Linked DNA regions of Acanthopagrus latus: region 1 is linked to region 2. The links are chromatin contacts, called in public Hi-C maps. All regions are on one chromosome and are shown on one strand. Each heading gives the region's core, a stretch centred on a gene start, on an enhancer-like site or on the middle of the called end of the contact. The rest is flanking DNA. Distances are from core to core; before and after follow the strand shown. Region 1 holds the start of LOC119026729 (zinc finger protein 239-like). Region 2 holds the start of LOC119026755 (zinc finger protein 271-like).

Region 1 (5,885 bases), core at 1,956-4,455, 150 kb after region 2:
ACCCAGCAGAACCCACAATGAGCCCAAACACACCTCAGAGCTCTGACACAGCTACATGAAGAGTTTGGTTCTTCTCTAAAACTACAGAATGCTCCTTTAAGAGGATCCTCGTCATGGACTCCATCTTCACAGTTTACACCATCATCCTCCACTTCCCCCCTCAGCTGGTCAGAACCCTCCTCCACCCTCAGCCTGACCTCTGCACTCCACCTCCACAATTATCCCCCAGGCCAAACGACTCACTTTGGCTGAATGCTGTCGAGACGACCCCGTCCAACACCTCCAACAAAGCAGACACCAGGAGAACAAAAGAGGATGCTCACCTCCACCATCATGAAGGGGGAGGAGAGACCAACACTTCACACCTGGATGAAAAGGCCCAACCCTAGCCCCATTCACACTGCCATTTGCATGCGGCAGTTCCCCACACACTCCTCTGTGTGAAAGTTTCAGATGCGGGGGGGACTTCACTCCGGTGCTGATCCACCTCTGCAGGTAGTATCAGGGCACATTACTGGTGAGCCTCCCCAGTGTGAACAGATACGCCAGCGGCGCAGAGCGCGGGCGTGATGGTCTGACAATCTGATAACTACACAGGACCTTTACTCAACTAAATACAGAGAAATGTCCCAGTAACATAGTAACTGTCTTTGTTTGTGCTCCTGTCTGTCCTACCGACTCCTCGTCACATTTCTGACAAAAAACAGCCCTCCAGACCGAGACTTCAGGGAACTTTCCCCCAGAGAACAGCCTCCGTCCCCACGAGTGAGAGTCAGACAGCGACCTGTTTACCGATGGTGATTATTAATAATGTAATTTAGTGCAAAAACGTGAAAGCATCCATAAGAAACTGTCCATGGGTTTAGATTGACAGAAGGACACCTGGGAAACACCACCGTCATCAACATGATGTGTACCATCACGCCTCTTTGTGAATATCACGGCGGTAGAGATGCTTCGCTCTGTGTGAATCACCATCGGCGGAGAATTGGCAAACTACCGCTCCAGAGATAATGCGGAGATCAATTAATGAATCTTATTTGTCAATAAAGTCAGCAAAAGGCTCAAAATGGCGTCTCTGCAGGTTTTGTTTTGTTTTGGCCAACCACTTCAACACCAAACACTTTGTCTAGAGGAACATTTGAGGAGCAGAACCAGACCATGTTGGACTGAGCGACTGGTGACGATCAGAACAGCAGCTGATTATCTGGACTCAGATCTCTGACAAAGATGACAGATGAAGTTGGACGTGATCAGAACAGCAGCTGATTATCTGGACTCAGATCTCTGACAAAGATGACAGATGAAGTTTGGACCTGCAGGAAGTTTCTGTTCACAGCAGAAGGAAGACGTGAAGACAAGATGGCCGACAGTAAACAAAAGGTCCAAACACACAGTCACGTTTGTTCTGAACCGACACCAACACGAGCAGCAGCAACAACAATGAAGCAGAAGTGACAACAAGCTTTCATTTCTTCAGTCTCTTCCAGATGGAACCAGAACCTACAGAGACATTTAGAAATCTGACCCTGGACCAGAACAACAGAGTAGAGGGACCTGATGACACACAGAACATCCTACATCATGATGTCATGACCACTGACCTGAACGCTGCTTCCGCCAGAGCATGTGCTTCCTGTTCTTCTGGGGTTCTGGTTCTGGTTCTCCATCGTCCTGCAGGTCTCCTCTGTGTCCTGGATTCTGTCCGGAGCTCTTCAGGCTCACATGTAAGAGTGTGACGTGAGGGGCGGTCCTGTTCTGCCCACTGCTCTGATTGGTTCATGGCCCTCTTCTTCTATTATTTAACATTGTGTTTCATCGTCTACTTTAATATTTCATTTATATCTTTATCTCTTGTTTCCATTCACGCAGTATTTCTATTTCTACTTTGCACAGAACATCTGTACCAAAAACATCAATACAGTTTCTGATTCTGAATTAAAATGTTTTAACTGATCAGAGACATGAAAACATCACACGTGTATTGATACACAGAACAAATATTGTGTAAACGCTTATTTAATGAAGTAAACTCATTTAAACAGAAGAGACGTTTGAACATTAACGAGTTTCCTAATCAATAATCGACTGTTGAAACTGCAACATGTAAGATTTTCACTGAAAACACAACTTTAAATCAGCAACATCGTCCGATGTTTCTGCTCTTCAGTCTGAGGGTTTCGTCCAGGTCCAAAAGAACCAGACCAAGATCAACAGAACCAATAATAACAATAAAAAAAACACTGAACATTTGTCAGTTTACATCTGAGAAAGTAAAAGTCTGTGGCACAAAATATCAATGAAGCAAATATCAAATATCAGTGTTTCTGTTAAAAGACAAAGAAAAAGTGTCAAATGACATAAAACATAAAATCTTTGTTGAATCATTTAAACAGTTTAACCGACACGTTTGTCAGTTTGTCTTCCAAAGGCTGTTTCACAACACACAATAACACACACAGTTCAGTGAGAGGAACATCAATATCAATATCAATATCAATATCACTGATTGATGGAAATACAGCCCTGTATTAAATTATAAGATCAAACAACTGTTAACTCTTCATTGATCAGAGTATCGATGGTCAGCTGAACTGATGATGATGATGATGATGATGATCGGCCTGCAGGTGCCCGAGTTTACTGGACCGGGTCAGAAGCTGAAATATCACCACGTGACGCAAGAGATCAATGATATGTTGTAGTGACGTGGCGGAAACAACCTGCAGATCTGATGGTGTTTGTCTGAACTGCTTCTGTGTTTGTGTGACAAAATGACACAAAATGGTCATAAACTCCAGAACAGAACCTTAAAACATGAGTCGGCTTCATGGATCGATACCTGGAAACATGCAGAACAGAACCACCGACAGTGAGCCGACAACACGAACCTCTCTGCTCCGGTGGTTCGGGTCTCTGCTCCGGTGGTTCGGGTCTCTGCTCCGGTGGTTCGGGTCCATTCCGTTCTTGTGGTGCCACTGGTCGCTGGGATCCGGGAGGTTTGCTCTGTGACCCGGTCCGTGTTCTGTCCGGTAACTTCCGGCTGATACAGGAGCACTGCTAAATCTCGCGAGGCCTCCGTGTTCCCGCGGTCACACAGCGTCACTTGTGCTGCGTTCAGGGCACAAAAAGAGGTCGGATATCCGGATGCATTCTGGGAACATTTAAACGGAGCTAACGTATTAAAAAACACATTCGAGCTAATATGAATGAATGCTTTATTTCAAGCATGTGAACAGTATGACACAGTTGAAGCTCTGGACGATAAAACCCTCTGTGTGTTTGAAAAGGAAGAAGAACAAGCTTGTTAATTCCTCCCACAAGCAGCTGTTCAGACTGTAGGTGTTAAGAGTTCCGAGGTCCCGTGAACGCAGCAGACGCGGTAACATCACGAGAACACACCAGGTGGTTTTGACTTGGCTGCTGACCTGAAACGAATCATAAAATATGATTTAAATCATTTAGTCGTCTGTGACTGAAGTTTAATATTTCAGGACTTTTGTTTCTCTTCAGCTGCGGTTCAGTCGGATCAGAAGGTGTCAAGCTCCGCCCACTGCTCTGATTCGTTCTCGGCTCTCAGGACCGCCCCCACGTCACACTCTTATATGTGAGCCTGAAGAGCTCCGGACAGAATCCAGGACACAGAGGAGACCTGCAGGACGATGGAGAACCAGAACCAGAACCCCAGAAGAACAGGAGGCGCGGGCACTGACGACAGCAGCATTCAGGTCAGTGGTCATGACGTCATGATGTAGGATGTTCTGTGTGTCATCAGGTCAAATGTCTCTGTAGGTTCTGGTTCCATCTGGAAGAGACTGAAGAAATGAAAGCTTCACTTCTGCTTCACTGTTGCTGCTGGTCGTGTTGGTGTCGGTTCAGAACAAACGTGACTGTGTGTTTGGACCTTTTGTTTACTGTCGGCCATCTTGTCTTCACGTCTTCCTTCTGCTGTGAACAGAAACTTCCTGCAGGTCCAAACTTCATCTGTCATCTTTGTCAGAGATCTGAGTCCAGATAATCAGCTGCTGTTCTGATCACCAACATTTTGACACCATTTTCAGCCTTTTGCAGACTTTTTATTGACAAATAAGATTCGATCATCAGCTGCAGCACAAAATATTACTGAAGCATTGAATCAATAAAGTCAACAGGTTCTGGCTCCTGTTAATGTTCTCAGCAACACTAGAGAACAGCTGTGTAGTCTTCAACACGAGTACAGATAAACCCAGATCTCCAGGGTCCAGGTTCAGGGGCTCCATCCTGACTCCTGTAGAACCAGAGCCAGGCCTGTTGCTGCTCTCTGTATTGGGCCTTTTCATCCAGGTGTGAAGTGTTGGTCTCTCCTCCCCCTTCATGATGGTGGAGGTGAGCATCCTCTTTTGTTCTCCTGGTGTCTGCTTTGTTGGAGGTGTTGGACGGGGTCGTCTCGACAGCATTCAGCCAAAGTGAGTCGTTTGGCCTGGGGGATAATTGTGGAGGTGGAGTGCAGAGGTCAGGCTGAGGGTGGAGGAGGGTTCTGACCAGCTGAGGGGGGAAGTGGAGGATGATGGTGTAAACTGTGAAGATGGAGTCCATGACGAGGATCCTCTTAAAGGAGCATTCTGTAGTTTTAGAGAAGAACCAAACTCTTCATGTAGCTGTGTCAGAGCTCTGAGGTGTGTTTGGGCTCATTGTGGGTTCTGTTGGGTCAGGGTGCAGTCTGAACACATCTTTCAGCACCTGGTTTCACCAGGTCCAAACTCTGCTGTCATTCTCAGACGTTCTGGTTCAGGTTAACAGGACAGTTAGAGAGCTCGTCAGCGTGGCGTCAAACTGTTGGACGCTGCTGTACGTACAGAACTTCACATCATGTGACACCTGATGTAAAACAGCCTTCTGTCTGGACTTTGATGTCTCTGTCTGCAGCTGCAACAGTTGGACTTCTGGAGGATCAGTGGATGATTTTCTCATGTTGACTTAAAGATCATTTAATGTTTTGAATAGTTCATCTCACTGTCTCTTTCTTTCTGTTGCCATAGAAACAGGGAGGATCAAAGGGACAGGAGCAGTCACACAAAATACCAACATCACCAAAGAAATCAGTTGGCTTGAGAGGTCACACCGGAGGGAAACCACATGGGTGTGATCAGTGTGGGAAAACTTTTGCTACATCCGCTTCCCTAAAAACCCACCAAAGGATTCACACAGCTGTGATGAGTGTGGGAAGTCTTTCCTATCTAAGGCTACGCTGAAAATCCATCAACGCATTCACACGGGAGAGAAACCGTACGGCTGCGAGGAATGTGGCCAACACTTCAGAACAACGGGTGACCTCAGAGTCCATCGCCGCGCTCACACTGGAGAGAGACCGTACGGCTGTGACCAGTGTAGCAAAGCCTTCTTAACGTCAGGTGACCTGAACATCCACAAACGTGTTCACACTGGAGAGAGACCTTACAGCTGCGACCAGTGTGGAAAAGCTTTCTCAACTCGAGGTTACTTTCGGATCCATCGTCGTTTGCATACAGGAGAGAAACCATACAGCTGTGAATACTGTGAGAAAACCTTCACGACTCAAAGCAGCTGGTCAATCCACCTTAAAATACACCGCGGAGAGAAGCCGCATCAGTGTGACCAGTGTGGGAAAAGTTTCCTTCTGCCAAATCATCTAAAACTACATCAATACATTCACACAGGAGAAAGACCCTACCCCTGTGAGCGATGTGACAAAGCCTTTTCTAATCCAGGCGGTTTAAAAAGACATTATATTGTTCACTCCGGGGAGAAACCATACGGCTGTGACCAGTGTGGGAAAGGCTTTGCGAGAACTGGTGGCCTTAAATCCCACGAGCAAATTTGCAAGAGAAACCGCATCTCTGAGACCCCCGTGGAGATTCTGCTGTCCG
Region 2 (5,798 bases), core at 2,290-4,789:
ATTAGAACTCACATTTACATTTAACAGACACTTTTGTCCAAAGCAACTTACAATAAGCACATTTGTCACAAGAAAGAAACCACAACATGTCACCGTCAATAGAGTAAATAATATAAGATAGAAACAAATTTCACGCAACCTTTTGACATCAATCCTACGTACAGTTTTATAAATGAGGCCCCTGGTCTCACCTGGTCTCACCTGGTCTCACCTGGTCTCACCTGGTCTCTCATATATATTTTCCTGAACCAAAATGTTTGTAGATATTAATACTTCTGTATTTTGTAATGACACAGAGGTAACACAGTTTACATGAGTCAGTTTGTGACTTGTGAATTGAAGTTTTTCACGTTTCTCAACCTTGTGTAGAAACTTCTGTTCAGTAACATGTTCATCAGTGTGTCGTGTGTTGATGTACGTCAGATAGTCATTGTTCTCTCTGAATGTACGAGATCTAACTAACAGAAAAGCTTTATTTTATTTTGAAGTGAAATAAGGATGTGTGTGTTCTACAGGAGAATCAGTCAGTGGGAGGAAAGATTTTATACAGGAGGAGTTTTAATTAATTCGATCCTAAATGTGAAGGTGAGATTCTGATTCTGATGCTTCTGATGTGGGCAGATGGGTTGGACCCCACTGGAACAGATTCTCTGTCTCAACTTATAACTCTCATCTCTCATGGCAGCAAACCTGCAGGCTGGAAACTAAAGGCTTCCTTTCTGCAACAATCAGATTATCGGTTCATTTTGATGACACTTGGACCAGAGCTCCAAACACTGACCTCCCAGTCTGTGGACCTCTTCTCCGTGGCGGCCCGTCTCTCCAGATTAAAGAGGCGTGGATCAGGGACGCTGGTGAAATCATCTCACTGGGGTCATGTTAGACTTCAGCTCATTCAGTTTAAAATCCTTCCCCAGCTGCACTTTTCTAAGACTAACCTGAATCTCCTGTCTCGGCCACGTGTGATGAATGTAAATCAGCAGACTGACTCTCTGACATCTTCTCTGGTTCTGCTCGGAGCTCACAGGCTTTCAGGCTGACATCGTTCATTTACACAGTGGTATATAGAACAGACATGTGGCTCTGGATCGTCTCTCAGTGATAATAATAATAATAATAATAATAATAATAATCATCATCATAATCATAATAATAATACATTTATTTTTATAGCGCCTTTCAGGGTACCAAAGGACACTTAACAAAATGGAACAAAGGATAAATGAATAAACCAAAAATACATAAGAGATAAAAAATAGAAAAGTTGATTGATTTGGCTGGATCTACAGCCGATAGGCCTTATCAAAAAGACTTTTTAAGTCTCTTTTGAAAGTCTCCAGAGAAGTGTGTTTGTGGATTTTGTTCCAGAGAGCGGAGGCTGTCACACAGGAGGCTCTGTGGCCGAGGGTTTGTAGTTTGGTGTGAGGGATGGAGAGCTGGTGTGTGCCTGATGAGCCCAGCGTCCAGGTCTGGGTGTAGGGGTGGAGGAGGTCAGACTGATATTGGGGGGCGAGGGAAGAGAGATTTATAGATCAGGAGGAGAATTTTGTAAGTGATGCACGATTTAACTGTGAGCCAGTGAAGGTGGATGAGAGTGGAGGTGATGTGTTGCCTGGGCTTGGTGCAGGTGAGGACCCTGGCAGCAGAGTTCTTATTCTTACATTATTCTTATATTGTGCTGTTCTAATGACTCACTCGTTCTCCCCTCCGCTCTACAACAAGCTCTTATGTTTGCTGAGGTCAGTCTGAGAGATGGAAGTCATTACGTCCTCCCTGGTTCAAGACATGACTGAGCGACCTGGTTTCTGGTCTCCACTCAGAGGAAATACAATAAACTCCAGGTTTAAGAAGATCTGGGGCCCTTTCGTTGAACATATCAGCATATTTCCTTTTGTCCTTGTTTTCCATCCACACCTGGACTCTGACATCCTCATCACAGTGGGTCTGCCTGGATCTCTCCTGGTTTCATTTCTGATCTCTTCCTTTCTTAAATTATTTTTATCTGTTCTTTACCTCTATGAGTGGATGCTCTGGGCATCTTGTTAAATTAACTGACATTTGCAGCTGTACACCCTGCTGGAAAAACAGCATCCAGAACCCAAACACAACATAAGCTGGTCTTGCTGGTGAAAAGTCACTAGCAAGACCAGCATATGTTGTGATTTGGTGCTGCATGCTGTTTTTTCCCAGCAGGGCAAATCTGTGACTTTCATGATGATTTATTTCCATAATTTATTGATTGTTTGTTGTGTCTGTAACTGTGTTTTGTTTATAGGACACCCATCAGACAGTGAGTCGGTCATTTTGAACAGGCACAGTGTCGGTCACCTTCTCTGATAGGCAGGACCCCTTTTCACGCATGCGCAGAAGCGATCGGCTGGGAGCTCAGTCCTTCTCCTATAGACATGTATACATAGACGCGTCACTGAGCGCTGGACTGTACGTCGACGTCGCCGCCATCTTGGATGTGGCAGCTCCGCCCCGTGAACTGATACGAGTCAATGGAGGGAACTTTATAAAGCTGCTTCTACAAAATGCTATAAGTTAATGTCTCATTTACACACTTACATACATACAGATATATTCAGGAAACAGAGAGGAACCAAAACACCGTCTGTAACGTTCTGTGGTGATCATAAACATTAACTACTCTGATATGTTCAGTATACGAGTGTTTATAGCTGCTAATGTCTGTAACTCTGTTACTGTGATGATACATGACAGTTAAATATTTAATCTGTGTCTATAATAACCAGATCCTGACATGTGAATGTGACGTCTGTCCACCATAATGTCAACTTGTTTCATTAAATTTAGGTTTAAATATGGACAGCTGACTTCATGATACATGAATCAGAATCAGAAATACTTCACTGATGCCCAACGAGAAACTGCAGCATTACAGATGCTCCCATTCAAAGTCAAGAATATGCAGAAAAATACTACTACTACTAATAATAATAAAACCATATGGTGCATATTTATAATAGTATCCTACTGCAACTTTACTTTTACCATTAAATGTTCTTGTATACATTATCATGTGTTATAATGATCTGTCACGGAGTATATCTCTGTACTGCTGCTGCAGTTTCTGATCTTGATTTGCAGACTTTGTTCATTTTTTGTCGCCATGATTGTTATTATTAGTACTTAGATCATTGGAAATCACTGTATTTATAAAAACGACATTGGTGCTTTTCATTCACACAGATAATAATAATTCACATTTACACGTCAGGATGTGGTTATTATGGAAGGATTCAATATCTAACCGTCATGTATCATCACAGTAACAGAGTTACAGACATCAGCAGCTGTAAACACTCAAATAAAACATTATAAAATCCATCCTGTGGTTTGGTGCCGACCTGTATATACGGAGTAGTTCATGTTTATAATCATCAGAGAACGTTCCAGACATTGTTTTTGGTTCCTCTGTGTTTCCTGAATGTATCCGTACGTATGTGAATGTGTAAATCAGAGACATTAACTTACAGCACTTTGTAGAAGGATCTTTATAAAGTTCACTCTGTTTACTTGTATTAGTTCACGGGGCGGAGCTGCCACATCCAAGATGGCGGCGACGTCGACGTATCGCAGAAGCAGGCGTCTATGTGCATGTCTGTGCTTTCTCCCGTCCACAGAGCGGAGTGAGGAGGAGGAGGAGGAGCCACCGCAGCCATTTTGTGACTACAGGACTGAAGGTAGAGTGAAGAAGACGAAGAAGAAGAAGAAGAAGATGAAGAAGATGAGTGCTACCACGAAGGTGAGTGTTTGAACCGTGTGTGTGTGTGTGTGTGTGTGTGTGTGTGTGTGTGTGTGTGTAGCCTGTTAGCTGCAGCATCAGTGTCTAAGTGGCCGTTTAACATTTAATAGCTAGACTGGATATGTATTGCCGATATCTTTAATTCAGTTCTTACTAGTCTAAAAGAACATTTCAGATATCCATCAGATATCCATCCATTCTGACTAGTGAGAATACAGTTTTGACTAGGAGAAATGCTGTTATGGCTCTAAAATGCAATTACAGAGAGGAGTGTGGTCGAATAATGTTAAAACGGCTTGTCATACAGTCTCAGCACATCCAACACGTAGTCCCGTCTGTGTCAGTTCGGACCTCGTGTCTCAGGACGTTTAATTAATCGATCAGACTTCATCAGTAGAATAACAACGACCTCATCCTGAAACCAGACATCTGTTAGCATGTTAGCATGTTAGCACTTTGTGTCCTCTCGTCTCAGAGTCTGTTGATGTGTTTTCAGTTGAATGTGTGTAATAAGCTGTGAGGTATCAGGCTGAACATGTTACAGGTTCTATTCATCATTAATGTCCCACAGTTTAATCCTGAAGCTCTTCATGTGCTAACAACAGTTAGCGGTTGCTAACAAGTGTCTGAATGAGACTACAGAGGTTGTCGGGGACATTAAACGTCCTCACAGCAACACGGAGACTCATCTACTCACTAGTCCGTCTTTACAGGCCACTTTAGTTCCACACTGTTCTAACTCTGACTTTACAACTTGTTCATTGATCAGTTTATAGAAAACCTGGATAGTAGACTCTTAGTGGTGGAGACGTTTCAGTCATGTGACCGTGATGTCGTCTGTTTGTAGCCTAGCATTAGCTTCTTACTGCTACACAGTTAATGTAGCTTCACACATCACAGAGTTCATCTGTGGAGATTATCTGGACACACAGAACCTGGACGGATCAGAACCTTCAGCTTATGTTCTGTGATAATCCAGAATACAGTTCAATAATTTCAGAGTCCCTGCAGATATAGAGAGTTGAAGTCACGGCCCTCTGGTGGACCCACAGGACCGGATGTGTTCCAGTAGAGAGATGATAAAGTACTGATCCGGTCTGAACGGCGTCATCAGTCACATGTGATGTTTGTCAGTTTGTCTTCAGACTGAAAACACGTCGTCATTAAAGACGTCACAGAGTCTTAAACACTGTAGAGCTGCTCCTGTATATCAGCTCACAGAACAGAACCAGAACTGCCGTTGTCAGTATGAGCAGATTTATTGTGATGTTCATCTTGTTCAGAACCTTTTCTGACCCAGTTGGCTCCATGTTGGTTCTGGTGCCGTGCTGATGAGACGATGTAGTTCACTGAGATTTAACACTAAACTACATGAGGTTTGAATTTAATGTCAACAAACTGACAAACATTGTGTGAGATTCTGACCCAGTTCAGACCGGATCAGCACTTTATCTGTGTGTATCTGACTCCAGCTCTCTGTCACGGCAGGTGAAGACTTCATGTTGTAATCTGGTCGTCTGATGACAAAACACTTCAATGTGTCGAACAATCAACCAAAACAAACAGAATCTGAGAGTTTATTGTCAGAAATGTGGATTTATGACAGAACTTCTTCAGCTTCTCTCAGACACAAACATAAATAAGAAGTTGTATAAAAGAAGTCCGTCGTCGTCACACAGCGGATGTTTTCCTGTGACATCACGCTGATGGTTTAAAGAATCATTTTTATCCTGATTGATCAGCAACTGAAAAGACAACAAATAGTGAAAGTCTGAAGGGACAAATGTCAAAGTACAGCAACATCTGATGAGTCGTTAGCTTCTGTTAGACAGCAGCTAACATTAGCAATCAACCACTTCCATGCTAACATACTGCTGGACACATTTCTTTAATCCTGGAGGTGAAACACGCTGCATGTAATCAGACATTATTGTTAGCTAGGAAGTAGCTGAATGCTAACGTTAGCTAACGGGTTATCAAATATGTTTTTTTACCTCAAGATATGTCGGGATGCCCCTCCAGGTTTCAC

The links. Hi-C and Micro-C count contacts between places; a contact is called where the count stands out from the background.
Region 1: a Hi-C map of liver shows a contact between it and region 2, with 4 times the contacts expected there. The contact joins the promoter of LOC119026729 here to the promoter of LOC119026755 in region 2. A contact is called at or near these places in 2 of 4 Hi-C or Micro-C datasets (liver and muscle).

The regions. Positions count from the first base shown.
Region 1 is chr10:557,141-563,025 of fAcaLat1.1, forward strand. It overlaps LOC119026729 (zinc finger protein 239-like), which reads right to left and starts at 3,206. Exons shown (of 3, transcript XM_037111251.1): 1 at 2,892-3,206; 2 at 1,605-2,660. The coding sequence starts at 1,670. It also overlaps the pseudogene LOC119026720.
Region 2 is chr10:408,579-414,376 of fAcaLat1.1, forward strand. LOC119026755 (zinc finger protein 271-like) reads left to right here and starts at 3,540. Exons shown (of 3, transcript XM_037111295.1): 1 at 3,540-3,769. The coding sequence starts at 3,578.